2 separate regions of the Gossypium arboreum genome follow, and region 2 is linked to region 1. The links are chromatin contacts, called in public Hi-C maps. All regions are on one chromosome and are shown on one strand. Each heading gives the region's core, a stretch centred on a gene start, on an enhancer-like site or on the middle of the called end of the contact. The rest is flanking DNA. Distances are from core to core; before and after follow the strand shown.

Region 1 (7,738 bases), core at 3,431-5,930:
TATTATGAGGTATTCTTTTCATAAATTTTTATATAAAATTAAGAAAAACTCACACATAATGATATTTTAACTTAAAACAATAGTTCGAATAGTTCAATAACTATTTTGTAACTTTTTAAGTTTGAGTAACCAAACATGAACTTGCTAATAGTTTAGTGACCGTGAATGTAATTTACTCTATATATATATATTAGTTTTGCCAGTTTAAACTCTATATTTGGTCACCAATATGTAAAAATTGAAACATCTAAAAATCCAAAATAGTCGGATGATAAAAAAGATAAAATTAAATAATTTACCCTTATTATTTTACTTTTCAAATCAAAAGCATTATAAAGGGGAATACAGATAGATACGTTCAAAATTACAGATTCAACACTAAACAATTGAAAAATGGAAAGAAATATGGGTTTAACAGTAAAATCAAACAGCACAAAATACACGGGAAAATTATTATCGCAAATGGCAACCATAATCACATAACTCAAGCTCATGGAATAACACACAACCGTAATAATAATATAACAAATGGAAGAAAAAGGAGGGAGAAAGGGAATTTGATGACCACAAAGTTAAAAACAGGAAAGAACCATTAACATCTAAGTGCGCATTACACAGTTGACAAAGATGATCACAAAAAAATGGAAATTTGCAAAAAAAGGATGGAAACTTGTCATGATTTTGTTTTTCATTTCCATTTCTTCATTGAAACCAAGCATGCAAGAGAAAAAAAATAAAAACTGATGAACAAGGAAAAACTTATGAAATGTAAAATAAATTAGCATGTGCTTCTACTACTTACACGAAATTACAATAACTTGGTCACTGACTGATCTTCTATTCTCTTCCTTTCTATGGTACTTTTGATGGTTTTTTTTTTTTTATATTGATGTTGCTGGTATACCAAACCTAAGCTTATTTTCATCTGCTTCAATTCAATCTATCTTCTCGTTTCCTTTTTGAAACGAAATTCCTTTATTCACCAACAAATCAAAGAACTGAAAATTATGATAAGATATAAATGCAAGTGGGATGGGACTGCATGACTTCCAAGAAGTCTGTTTCAGACTTTCAGTATCAGCAAGGCTTTTTTGAAGAAAGAAGGAAAAAAAAAAACAATGACAAAGATGATCATGATACTGAAATTATTGAAAGGCTGACGGAAGGACTGAGAAGTTGAAGTAGGAGAGAAACAAAACTTGTGCAGAGATAAGTACATAGGGTACAGTTTCAAATGATGGAGCTGCCTGACATGGGCAAAAGTATCCCTCTCTCGTTCTCTTCATGGTCCATATATATTCTCACTATAAGGTTAGTCAACCTTATAGATCATAGCCATTAGCCATCCACTGCATGTTGTTGCTATTGCATTTGCATCTCTTGCTCCTCCATCAGCTTCCTCACAATATCTTCTGACTAAAATAATCATATGAACTGGTTTTATGATTATCCAAATGCAAAAAGGGGAAATTGAAAATATGGTGACGAGTAAAAAAAGACAAGAACATAAATTTACCTTCTTGGTGGCTCTACCGTTTCCTTTTCCAAAGAGACTCCCAGGTGAATTTTCTTTGCTTGTCAGTACATCAATAGTGGTTCCAGTTTTATTTTCAGATTGATCATGACTAGGCTGTGGTGCTTCCATAGGAGGATCTTGATGCTGTTGTGATGTTTCTCCTTCAAGCCTATTCTGGTCACTGAAGCTACTGGAACCACTTCCAAGTATTTTCTTACGGTAAAGGGCATCGAGTTGATGAAAATATGGGCAGGTTTTGGCATCCTCGGGGCGTTTCTTGTTACTTTCTTTGACCTTTTTGAAGTATTTGTTGATGTTCTCCCATTTTTCCTTGCATCGTTTGGCGCTTCTTTTATAGCCCATCCTGCTCATACCAACGGAGATTTCTTCCCAAAGAGGACCCTTGGGCCCAGCCTCTTGATATCTGGTTTCAAGCCCACTTCTTAGGTTTATAAGTGCTAGAACCTCGGCTTTAGGCCATCTAGACGATGCAGGCTCAATGCCCTCGCTCCCACCAATTTCCTGTGGTGGCACCTTTTGCTCCGGGATAGCCATTATCACTTCCGAAGGTATAGGCTCCTGTTGTTGATTATGCTTCACAAGAAGTTGGGTATTTTGAGCTTGTTGCTGCTGTTGATGGTGCAAATGTGACTTTTGCTGCGGTAACGATGGTGGATGATGTAATGGTGGAGCCGCTGTAGGAATTGGAGTCGGTGGTTGAACAACTGGTGTGGCTGGTTGTGTCGGCGGAGGTGGAACCGAGGGGATAGTAACCGAGGGGATAGTACTAACAGTTGTGGGTAACTGAATGGTCTGACCAGTAATCTTCTGCAAAAAGGAAATAATGGCAGCATCCCTAGAAGAAGCAATGGCTCGTTCTTGAGCTATAAGTTCATGTTCGCGGGCCAATCTTGCCATCTCTTGTCTTTTCCAAGCTTCTTCTCTAATCATCCTATCTTGCTCTCTCTTCTCTATGGATTCTAAAAACGTTTGCTGCAACGCTTCTTGTTTCTGCATCACCTGTTTCATTAAACCCTCAAAGAACTCCATCATCCTCTTCCTGCTACTACTACTACCACCCTCTCTTGACGACGACTGCCTTTTACGTTTACGACTAGTGCCACCCATGTCCGTCGACGGTTCCCTCCAGATTTCATCTTCATCTTCAAAGCCCTGAGAAGAGGAAGAGCTATTAGAAGAGAAGCTGATTCCAAATGGAGTGGCAGGAGGAGGTGGTGGAGCGGATCCAGGCATGGGTAACATAGACGAGGACATTGGGATAGCAGTTGTAGTAGTAGTAGTAGGTGGAATCCTGACGGAAGAGATGGGCATAGGGATTCCAATCGAAATGGGAGCCACGTCGAGGCTGGCGGAGGTGGCTGGCGTGATGGGTGGTTTTGACAGAGTGGCAGAAGTTGTATTAAGAGCCTCTAGCTCGCTGAAAAACTTGTAACTCTTACCATCTTGACGCCCACCTCGACCATCTTTTGTCCGCTTGTAGTACTTGTGGACGTTCTCGAATTTTTCCTTGCACTTTTTGGCACTCCTTTTGTAACCAAGTTCCGCTAACTTCCTGCCAAACCCAGCCCCTTGTTTACTCACATAACACATAATCAAACTCTTTTCTTTTAAAATTAAAAGGAATTTCTCTCGGGATTTTCAAATTCTGGGTTGCTAATTTCAAAAGACGTGAATAATACTACTAGTGGTAAGTAAAAAAATAAAGAGGAATATATATACATATACATATAATATAAAAATGGAAAAGATTGGATTGGTTAGAGTTCATGCAGCGGATCTGGGCCTTTTCAGCCTTTACTTATTCTTTAATTAATTATAAAAAGAAAAATGAAGATGCCCCAGCTCGTGAATTGTGATGGAAACAGATAGAAACCATGTGCTTATGGAGAGAAATGCATTCAGGAAATGATTATAAAATTTTTTACTGGAATTTGCTGTAATTTTATTATTTAAGGAACTGAAATTGGGTTGGTTTGATTTACCTGGAAACATCTTCCCAAAGAGGGCCTTTGACGGTGGCATCACGAAAAATACCATCCATATCTGATCTAATCTTCAGAAGTGCAAGAGTCTCTTGACGGGGCCACCTATTGCCACTTGCAACTCCACCAGCTCCCCCTCCTACGCAGCCGTGGTCGTCACCTAGTCGATCCCCTTCATCTCCTTCCTCGGCTAACCTCATCATCAATTCATCGGGATTCCCAATGGCAGCAGCTGGTGGCCTGTAACTTATAGGAGATGCCTCTTCCAACTGCTCCGACTGTTCGCTCACCATGTGACTGCTACTCGTTGCATCAGTCGTTGGACCACCACCCATCTCCCCATATTGAGATTGATGCCCTCCGCTGCCGCCGCCTTGCTGCATCTACTTGGAAATCTGTTTTGTTTTATTTTTCTCCCACCAATAATAATCTTTCATATCCTATGAATGTTGCATGAAGATTGTTCCACTTCCATTTGTTCTTAGAAATACCATACACAACAATTCACTTCAATTCACTCACTCACTGTGTTTGCTCTTTCTCCGCCCTCCTCCCCCACACAGCTTCGATGCGAGAGGGGGGAGCCGCTCCGGTGATCGACACGTTGTAATGGGGTCTAACCCAGTTAACCAAAAAAATAAAAACAGAGAAAGTTGGTTGAGAAATTGGACGATGTTAAATAGATAAGATCGAAGAGAGAAGAGCTAGTGGTGACATCTTCGAGAAGTAAAAAAAGAAAAGGGAGGGAGGTGAGCTAGCAGCAGTAAAGAAGAAAGAGAGGAAGAGGAGGAGGAAAGGGTATAATCATAATCAACTGCGCCTATCGATCTGAAGAAAAATAATAATAAAGGACAGAATAAAGAAGAAAGAGAGAGAGAGAGAGAGAGAGAGAGAGAGAACAAATGAATGGAGATGACGATTACGAGGATGATGATGATTAAGAGAGAGAGAGAGAGAAATAAAGAGGGGGGAGGGAGGTGGGGGAAATGAAAATAAAGATGAAACTGAAATCATAGAAATGATAAAACAAAAACAAAGGGAGGTATAGATGATGCTTTGTTGTCAGGAGCTTTCTCACTTTGCAGCTAATAATTGTTAAACCCACTTTTGCCTCCTTACATTTCTTCTTATTCAATTATTCCTCTTTTTCCCCTTTTAAACAATTTAATTACGCTCTCAATTCATATATTTATATATATGAAATTTAATTTATAATTAAATATAAATTTAATTTTATATTATTTTAATTTAATAATTGGAATTCAATTAAATTGAATTTTATACATGATTAATATTACTCAAGCATAAAATATTAAATAAGTGAATAAAAATATTAAATCTAAATTTATAAGATTTTGTATTCTAAATTTGAGTTGTAAAGTTCTTCACTACCATTTTAAAGAAGTATACTTTTTTCGTAATTCAATTTGACAAGTTATTTCTGAAGATGTTATCTATTGAATTTCAATTAATAAACCAAAAGTGTAAAAAAATAACTTTTTAGAATTAAAAGTAAAACGATTAAATTTTAAATTTAAAAAAATATAGGGGCCAACACTATAATTAGACCAAAATAAAAAGGGGGCAAAAAAGCTATATCTCAAGTCTGAAAGTCGAGTGTTAGGAATTTCAAATAATAAAAAGAAATCTAGTGCCAAAGCCTAATCATCTCTCTCTGCCGCTCCAATTATGTCCTTTTGAAATTGACCTAAATCTAACTCTCTCTTCTTCTTCTTTTTTAGTTAATCTCTAATTATTATTATTATTATTATTATTATTATTATTATTATTATTATTATTATTTTGTGAAATTCTAATTGGGTGTTTTAACGGGGAAAGTATAGAGAAAGAAGAAATTAGAATAAAATACGTAGGTTTGAAACAAGCAGTTAATTGAGGCTTTACATTACCTTTGGTAATACAAGCATGCACGTAGACGTTGGCTACTTAATTGTGTGTTTTACAATTAAAGAAAAAAAGGAAGGAATTTAAATCCCATACTCTACCATACCTTTTAAAGGCTTAAACCATAGTTAAAGCAATTAAGCAAACAAGTGCCCCCCTTGTGTTGTCACTTTGATATGACTTTGTTTAAACGAACTTGTCGGCCCCCCCTTTCTAAGTTCCATGTGCATTGGGGACCTTTACTTTTGTTTTTATTATTATTATTATTATTATTATTTTGAAACAATTATGTAATCAATTTTAATATATTTTAAATGTTAATATGAAATAGTAAAATTCAGACAGCAAACATCTTGGCTTCAATCTCCATTATAGGCTTATAATTTATTACGTTTATCAAAATATAAAAAATATGAATATCCTCAAAACAATAGTTTTTATTTTGTAAAATAAATGAATTTTGGATAAATTCACATCAGAGTTACAGATTAGAAAGTTGAGACTAGGTTGATAAATGATATTAGATTTGATCATGAGTTAAATGATGTAGAATTTTGTTCAAACTCAACCCATATTAAAAATATTAAATTTGTACCCGACCTAGCTCGATCATAATAAATTTTTTAGATAATTATTTATATAAAAATATAATGTATTAAATACACTAAATATATTGAAATAAATTTTTTTAACAAATTAAAAATAATTAAAAAGAACAACATGTGATTCGAGCAAAAAGAACTAATTGAGGTTCAACCATTCAGAAAGCGAGCCTTATTTTTTGCCTAAACCCTCTCACTTTTCAGGCGAACTTTCAGGCCTAGATAAATGGCCCAACTCATGATCATATCTAGGTGACACCAACTTAATCAAAAGCATTATATCTATCTCAAAATCAACTCAATTAAAAATTCGTTAAAAATCATTTTCCAATAAGAAATTAATATTAATATTAATATAATACTATTTTTGCCTTTTATTATTTTTATGTGAAAGGTTTAAATAAAACAACTAAAAATGTAATAGGTAAGGATTTAACCTAATCGACTTACATAATGTTTAATTATAAATATTTTACCATTTCACCTATAACTCAAATATTTATTTTTTATAAATAAAATTTTAATATTATATTTTTCTTTCACCTACATTGTGGGTATGAAAATCCAGTATATACTTATTTTAAGTGTTTTATTGAATTGATATTACGGGTCAATTGGACACCACACAATTATGAAATTACTAAAATACCCTCTCAAATATAGATTAAATTATATTTTATGATAATATATTTTTATATAATAAATCAATAAAATTTTGATAAATAGATAATGAAAATTTTGAATTTATACATCATGCATGATAAATAAATAATTTTACCATTGTAACTAACTCATTAATTAATTTTAGGTGAACTTTTAATAAATATATTTATTACATAATTTTAGGTGTAAAATAAATTTAATTATATGTGGTATAGATTGTTATTAACTAATTTTACATTCCCTTCCTTTTACCTTACCTTGTTCAATCTTTTCTATCTTAATTTTTTTTAATTAAATTAAAGAGAAGAAGGTAAAGATTATTCATATATAGAATTCAATATTAATATTAAATGAAAGTCATTTTACTCAATCAATTAGTATTGGATATAATTATAAAATACATTATATTTTTAATGAAAATTTTAAAATTTTAAAATAATATTATTAAAAATAACTTTAAACAAATACAAAAAGTTTAAAATTTATGAATTAGATATATAAATCGGTACATATTAGATATATATTAAAAATTGTAACATGAGTATTATTTTGGTTTAGATTTTAAAAGAAATTACTAGAAATAAATGTTAATTAATAATTCAAATTTGTAAATAATTATAATGTTGATGAAGCAAGCAAAATTATAATTCAACATGACAGCTACAAACCCTCAATCTAAAGCATGAGGGCATTAGGTATCATTTTAATGATGCCAATACATATCATAGAAAATTAACATTAGGATTTGTTGGTATCATATTATGGTTTTCAAGAATCTTCATCCCTAAATTATTCATTTCTTTTTTTCCCCAAATATCTAATAAATTCATGCCAAAATAAATTGATATAAAACATTTAAAAGAAAAAAAACTTTTTAGATTATAGTTGACTTATATTATTAAATCTTTGATTAAATTAGTATTAAGAATCAATAAAAATCTAAAAATATATAAATATTATTCTTATCAAATCATCCATAAATTTAATTTTACCATTTCAATTCAGATCTCATTAAATTTTTACATATTTTTTTACCTAATTTCGTTTAG
Region 2 (7,738 bases), core at 1,404-3,903, 190 kb before region 1:
GAGATTATGCCTGGTACAGCAATATCCCCCACAGAGAACTCAGCATTGAGAAGGCTATTCAGAATTGGATTCAATTAGAGGGTAATCGTTTTAGATTCCCTGGGGGAGGTACCATGTTCCCTCGGGGAGCTGATGCATATATCGATGATATTGGCAGGCTCATTCCTCTTACCGATGGAACTATTAGAACAGCAATTGATACTGGCTGTGGGGTAAGTAACGAATATCCTTTTCAATTTACTTGCATCTTTTCCCATGCTTCGTAATTTGTTGCTGTCTATTTTGGGCTATAAATCTTTTACAATCATCAATTGCTTTCGACTCCTGTTCTATTACGAAGTCCATATCCACTTTCAGTCTATGTTATTAACTGGTACTTCAATTGCTAGTAATTATTTTCTTCTTTACTCTGGTGTTAGGTTGCAAGTTTTGGTGCTTACCTCTTGAATAGGAATATCTTGACAATGTCTTTTGCTCCAAGAGATACGCACGAAGCACAGGTCCAGTTTGCGCTGGAACGTGGAGTTCCAGCAATGATTGGAATTATGGGGTCACAGAGGCTTCCATACCCCGCTAGGGCTTTTGACTTGGCTCATTGTTCTCGCTGCTTGATCCCTTGGCAAAAATATGGTAAGGGATCTGCACGTCTTTTTTCAAAAATGAGATTAACTCTGTTAGGAAGGTGCAATGACCGTTTTACTACCCTCTATCTCCTTGCTTTGTAGGTTTAAAAGTTGTGTTAAGCTAATGGTTTCATTTAATTGGTATAGATGGTTTGTACCTCGCTGAAGTGGACCGGATTCTACGGCCTGGTGGTTATTGGGTTCTTTCCGGTCCCCCTATTCACTGGAAGAAGTTCTGGAGAGGCTGGGAAAGGACACGGGAGGACTTAAAACAAGAGCAAGATGCTATTGAAGATGTTGCCAAAAGCCTATGCTGGAAGAAAGTGATTGAAAAGAATGATCTATCGGTTTGGCAAAAGCCCATTAACCATGTTGAGTGTCTCAGAAGTAAGAAGCTCTTGAAAGCACCGCACATGTGCGAGTCAGATGATCCAGACACAGCTTGGTACTCTCATTGGTGTCCTTCATGTTCTTGTTTCCTCCTTGATACATACTCTGTTATTCATATTGTCCACTGTGGTCTCATTTTCCTTTTGTCATTTGTGCTAAAAAGGTACCGGAATTTGGAAGCTTGTGTAACTCCACTTCCTGAAGTAAGCAGCTCAGATGATGTTGCTGGTGGGGCAATGGAAAAATGGCCAGAGCGAGCATCCGCTGTTCCTCCTAGAATTAGGAGTGGCTCAACACCAGGCATCACAGCTGAGAGATTCGAAGAGGATAATAAACTTTGGAAGGAAAGAGTAGCACATTACAAACGAATCATTAGTCCACTTCCCACTGGACGATATCGGAATATTATGGACATGAATGCTTACATTGGGGGATTTGCAACAGCTATGTTAAATTATCCAGTTTGGGTCATGAACGTGGTCCCTATAAATTCAAATCATGACACTTTGGGAGTTATTTATGAGCGAGGTTTAATTGGTACCTACCAGGACTGGTGTGAGGCATTCTCAACATATCCAAGAACATATGATCTCATCCATGCTAGTGGCTTGTTTACTTTATACCAGAACAGGTAATGTTATGAGAGGTGGTATTCTCAATCATGAGCACGTAATTCGTAATTGTGGTTGAACTGATGTTATATATTTTTCATTGAAGGTGTGACATCACTTACATCTTGCTGGATATGGATCGGATTCTGAGGCCGGAAGGGACCGTTATATTTAGGGACACAGTGGAGCTGCTTGTGAAGATCCAGAGTATAACAGATGGAATGAGATGGAAGAGTCAGATAATTGACCATGAAAGCGGACCTTTCAATCCAGAGAAGATTCTTGTTGCTGTCAAAACATACTGGACTGGTGAAGCAACTCAAAAACAGCTCTAACTGGGATTTCAATCATCTCTCTTTTCTGCACTTCATTTGTCACAATTTTTCGTCTTGGGAACAGTCAAAATCACTGAAATTTCACCCAAGATAAGGGTAAAAGGGTGGGTTTGATTAAAATTATTGATGGTCTAATTTCATTGATGCACTGTAATACTAAGCAGATTCTCTTTGTACTACAAATCTAGCGGATACTGCCATTGTCTTAAGCTAAATAGATATGTACACTGTCTGCAGTAATTGAAAAGTAGGCTCTCTGTAGCCTACCCCTACAGTTTTTGAATTAAATGATCAATCATATACATTGCAATGCGAGATGATAAGGTAGGGATTAGAAGATAAACCTGTTTGTCTTCTTCAAAAGCAGCAGCCACCGCATATTCAAAGAACTGTGGTGCACTGTTGGAAATGTGATCTTAGAAAATAAAATGTTCATTCCAAAGAAAAGCTTAAACAAAAGCTTCTGTAAGTTCTTTCAAATTGGTTTTTCTTCAGCAACTCTTTGTACAGAAGCTTGTAATAGCCCGTAAGGCCAAGGAATCCCCTTTGTTGTAGTTATATTCATCGGAATTGGCCATTGTTGATTTCCAGCCCTTGAGCTTAAACATCAAACTGACCAACTAATGCCAATGGCCATGCAACAGATAATAGGTAGTTGCTAGAGGGTGATAGCCAAGCATTGAAATGAAAATCCTTTGCTTTAGGGGCTCTGCCTGCCCCCATGTGGGGTTATGAAGCTCACTCAATAAAAGGCGAAAGAGACCGTTGGCTAGTAGTGGGCATTGAGGCCAACAAAGGCCAAGGTTGTTCTTGCCAATGCTGCCTGCTAGTCAACTTGGACCCTCTTAGGCTAAAATTTTTCTCAAATAAATGGACAAAATGACGAATAAAATTAAAATAATAATAATAATAATTTGAATGGTGTCGCGTGGGAATGCGGGACAAATTACTCGCGGTCCACGTAATAAAAGAACCAGAAATCCTTTTCCTTTGATTTGCTTTCCCTTTCATGGTACCATCGTTCATTTTAATTTTTTTTTTTGAATAATCAGGAAAAACCCAAGGAGTAGAAGATGGAGAATGTGGAGGAATCGACGAATGAAATGGAAGAAGAAGTAGGGAAGGTGATGGAGCAAGCCAGAGAGTTGCAAGAAGCAGGCGCGGGCCTCATATCCATGATATCCAACGACGAGCAATCTCTTCGCCTAAAGGCGAATTCTCTCGATTCCTCTATTCGCCACCTCCGTTCCTCCATTACTACCGTTCTCTCTCAGAAGCTTTTGGATCCCAAACTTGCAGACAAGGTAAACTCCCCACTTTGCATCTTCTTTTTTCGTTTTTCATTTTCCATTTTTAAATTTGGAAAAAGAAACAAATCCTGAAATTTGGATCTGAAAACAGCTGGAAGAGGATTTACAGACAGCGATATGTATTATAACCGATGGAGACGCTGCTGGTTTTCTTCCTGCCAATGCTCAGGGTATAATAATTTCTTTCTTTCTTTTTTCTTTTAAAATTTTAGTAATTTAATTTTCCTGGTATTAGAGTTATGAATTGATTAATAATGAAATGGTAATTGGGGAATGGCAGGTTGGTATCTAAGGATGTTTCTGGGACCAATCAGTGTTCGTGCATCTCGCAAAGAGATCCAGTTGAAAGCTAAGGAGGAATATAATAGCTACAGAGTAAGCATTACTTCACTATAACTCTCCTTTTCTAAAATTCGATTCTTTGATTGTCTTGTTGTTGGCATCCCAATATGTCCTTCAATTTCACTATTGCATCAACTCAATTTCACATATTGCCTCTTTTTTGCATTTAGTTACCCCTTACTATTGTATATTTAGACATCTCAAAGTTGTAGTATAAGTTTTTCTGATTCATGATCTATCCGTGAATCATTTTTTTATAAGCTAAAAGAGAAGATATTTGAAATTTAACTATATATTCTTAATAAATTCTACCTCCCTTCAACAGGATAGGACTGCCTTAATGTTTATTCTTTTTCCATTAATTTTGCTTATTTTACGATCGTGGATATGGGAAGGATGCTTGCCTGCATTTCCAGTTCAGTTGTACGAGGTATTTTATGAATTATTCCTTAGGGTTTTTGTTTGAGAGTCAGTTCCTTTGTTATTGGTTTAATGCTGAGTATATGCTCTATTAGGCATGGTTGTTGTTCCTTAACACTGGTTTGGCTTTGCGAGAGAACATATTGCGAGCAAATGGAAGTGACATTCGTCCATGGTAATTGCATGCCATCCTTTTTTTTTCTTTTCAAATGTTTTCCAAAAGCAAGCATGTTTACTTTCTAGTTTTGTTTTGTATAAATGGAACTTTTTCAAGAAAAATGAATTTGTAGTGTGCAGTAATCTTGAGATTATAGTAACTTGAGAGATGTTTTAATGTCAATGTAAATGGTGACTTGTGGCAAAGATCATATTGGAAAATGTGGAAAATGTGTTCATACTCCTAGCACCTCTCTACTTTTTGTTACTCTTTTATGGGTAACTACATGCTTTTAAATTAGGCTTTCTTGGTTTGTGATGTAATGCCTAGAAAGGTACAACATTGGAAAAAATTCAGAAACTAGTTTCCTTGTTCTGGTGTATGTTTATGCACTAATGTTAATCATCCTTGCCATGTTTTATTTTCCTTTTGGAGTAACCATATCATGTTAATGATTCTCTCATACCCTCAAGTTGGTGGACTTGTGCAATTGTTTAGGACTATTAGATTTGATGGATGCACCGTACAGAGTGCTTGCTTGTGTGTGATTATGTGGGTGTATGGAGATGGGAAGTTAGTGAGTAAGACACTTGAGAAGGTTTGGACATCATAAGATCGTCAAACTGGAAAGAAAGGACTTAAGAAGAGGGAGGTCATTAGTATGGTTTTCTATCTTATTGTAATGATGACATTGTTTCTCATTAAGTTTTGAAGCATGGAGTACACCCTCTCAATTGTTGATGTGAAGACATAAAAAGACAATGGTGTCCATTATCTTGCTAACTTTATCCTTTGGTTGCATCATTAGGATTGATTTTATGTTTTGGTGGTAACCATTTTTTTATGCTCTAGGTGTTTTATCCATTGTTATTCCTTCCTTTTTGAGATCAAATGTGTAGATCTTCCATTAGGATATGGTTATAGGCCTATTGCTCATAGTTTAAAGCTTGGCATGGTCTCTTATCGCACTTAGTTTAAACTTCTTGACTTGTCTCGGGTACAGACCAAATTGGTATGAGAAAGAGTAGAGGTTGTTCTGTACGTGCATTTTACTTGGTATATAGCCCCTTCCAATTTGTTCGGTACATTAGTTGCAACTAGTGTTGTTTGAATCGAAGCGATTAGTTGGACTAGGAACCAGTTGGGAGATCGGTTTGGAAAGTGACTTTGAACTGGATAGATCAGGAACCGGTATGAACCAGTTGAATTGGCTAAAAAACTGATTGAAGGGGGGATTGAACCAGAATTTTTAAAATTTTTTATTTTTTTTTGAATTTTTAATAATTTTTTAATCGGACTAGTCGGATCGGTCAGACTAGTGAATTGGTGGCCTGACCGATTCGACCACCGGTTTGATTTAAAAAACATTGTTTGCCATTACAACCTGTCAAAATTAGTTGCTTTCAAATAACATTTATGGGTGAGAGAGTTGTCATACCCGATTTTCATTAGAGGTCCAAAATTAAGAAAAGAGTTAGGGGTTAATTGAAAGAGACTATAGGTTTGGCGACCTCTACTGTAAAATCTAAAAATTTTAGTGGCTAAATGACAATTAGTTGGGTTTTAATTCTGGTTTAGTTACGTTGGAACTGACTGGTTCCTGAATTAGAAACATGATGATGTTGGCCACTGGTTTTGATGGGGTTTTTAGGTGACCACATGTAAGATTATATGTAACTGAGAAGTGTCATTCCGGGAGGAAAATTCTTCTCAACTCTGTTTTATTTTCTTCTCTTCTTCATCTTCTTATATAGTTGTTCCGAAGAAGAAAAAGTTCAAGGAAAGCTCTGCATGGAGCGATGAACATGAGGATTGAGTTTAAAAAGATGAGAATTTGATGAATTGGTAAGTTTCTTAATCTTTCTATAATCGTGGATTTGAGAAAAAGAGAAGTTAGGGGTTTTTGTAAAATTTGAAAGGTTTTCTGTAAGTTTCTGGATTTTGGATTTTAAAGGATGAATGCCTTCGAGTTAACTGATATATTTGGTTGTCATGCTTAGCTAACCAGAATGGAGTAGACTCTAGTATTTGGAAAAATTAAGCTGACAGGGAGGAAGGACAGCAGGTGAGTTTCTGTACTCGACCTTTGGGTGTTTGTTGGTTGTTGTGATGTTTGCATGCTCTGCACTGGGTCTGGTTGTATATGATCGTGGCTGATTGGAAAGGCTATGCATGCATATGGCTGTGCAATTATATGAATGTTTGCAAGTATGTTCTCTGAATGTATGATATGGTTGCGTAATGATGAACTGATATGTGATGTACTCCATGCTATAATAGTGAACGTAATGTGTATGAAATGTATGTTTATAAAATGTGGAATACGAAGGGAAGTATTTGGTGGGTTAGTTGAAGATAGGAAAATTGGCGTAATGGAGGAATGGACGGATGGAATGAGGATTGGAGTCACTGAAATATGAAATAGTCCGACCTTGCAGGCAAACACTTAGGTGTTAGAATTAACAAGGAGGATTTGAGGAAGTTTGGTTGGATAAATGGTCTATTGGCTCGACGGAGTGGCATCATGGAAATGATCTACTAGCTTTATGGAGCGACACGATGAAAATGGTCTACTTACTTGAATCGAAAGTCCACGGCTAGCCATGACATGATCCAGTGGAGGATAGATTCATCGTTACGACAAAATGAAGCCCACCAGGATAGTAAAACATGGAAGCCCATCAGGGCATATATGTGAAAACCACTATATGACGCGCGTGATGAAAAGTCCCTCATAATGGTTATGGTGTATGAGAGTGCTAGCAGGCTTGCGGATAAGAGGCCTCGCCAAAAAGTGAAGGCAAGAGGAATAGGGGAAAGTGTCTTGTGCATGGATATTTGCAAATACATATCCACCATTAAGAGTACACCAGAGGTAATGAACAAGCCAATGTTGGTTATGAGAAAGCGAGACAGTTTTCCAGATTCTCTTTCTAAGTGTTTCTTGGCAAAGAGGTCGCCAGAAAAGGGAAGTCCGCCAAAGACTATCTTATGTGTAATGTCCGCCAAGGACTACTTGTTCTATAAAGTCTGCTAGAGACTAACGAATGAAGAGGATGTCCGTTATGATTTTCTAGGGTTGGGTAGTCCGCCAAGGACTAACGAATCTGATTAAGGGAAAGTCTAGTGAGACTATCTTACATAAGTCATATTTTTTGGATTTATTTATTTCAAAGTTTTAATATTTTAGATTAATAAAAGTTTGACTGGGCCTAAGGAGGTTTATGTTGCAAGAGAGTTGACTAAGTCTTAGTTTAGTAATTATTTAGGATTCAAGTAGAACTTAGACATTCTTATAAATAGCTAAGCATGCCCAGCCACCATAATATGGATTATGTTTGATTTTTTTTGTTGATAAAATACTTCAAGGGAGATTTTCTTAGAAGACTAGTTTCATATTTCTTTTTTATAGAGCTTTTGTTTCATTCATCAAGATTATGTAGGAGGTTTATTATAATTTCATTTTGCTTAATTCAAGTCAATTGAGAGGGTTGATTAAAGGCCAATATAGTTATTTGTTAGTGCAAGTTCACCAAAGTAGACTAGGCTA

What was found. Hi-C and Micro-C count contacts between places; a contact is called where the count stands out from the background.
Region 2: a contact with region 1 is called in a Hi-C map of leaf, with 4 times the contacts expected there. The contact joins the promoter of LOC108473475 here to the promoter of LOC108460611 in region 1. A contact is called at or near these places in 2 of 5 Hi-C or Micro-C datasets (both in leaf).

Annotation. Positions count from the first base shown.
Region 1 is chr1:27,316,051-27,323,788 of ASM2569848v2, reverse strand. It overlaps LOC108460611 (trihelix transcription factor GTL1-like), which reads right to left and starts at 4,680. Exons shown (of 3, transcript XM_017760173.2): 1 at 3,520-4,680; 2 at 1,517-3,089; 3 at 649-1,416. The coding sequence starts at 3,902. The coding sequence ends at 1,363.
Region 2 is chr1:27,499,148-27,506,885 of ASM2569848v2, reverse strand. It overlaps LOC108473475, which reads left to right and starts at 2,653. Exons shown (of 11, transcript XM_017775050.2): 1 at 2,653-2,920; 2 at 3,012-3,263; 3 at 3,361-3,439; 4 at 3,550-3,644; 5 at 3,937-4,041; 6 at 4,127-4,206. The coding sequence starts at 3,033. It overlaps LOC108473474 (probable methyltransferase PMT18), which reads left to right. Exons shown (of 7, transcript XM_017775047.2): 3 at 1-212; 4 at 420-630; 5 at 771-1,068; 6 at 1,177-1,644; 7 at 1,731-2,247. The coding sequence ends at 1,959.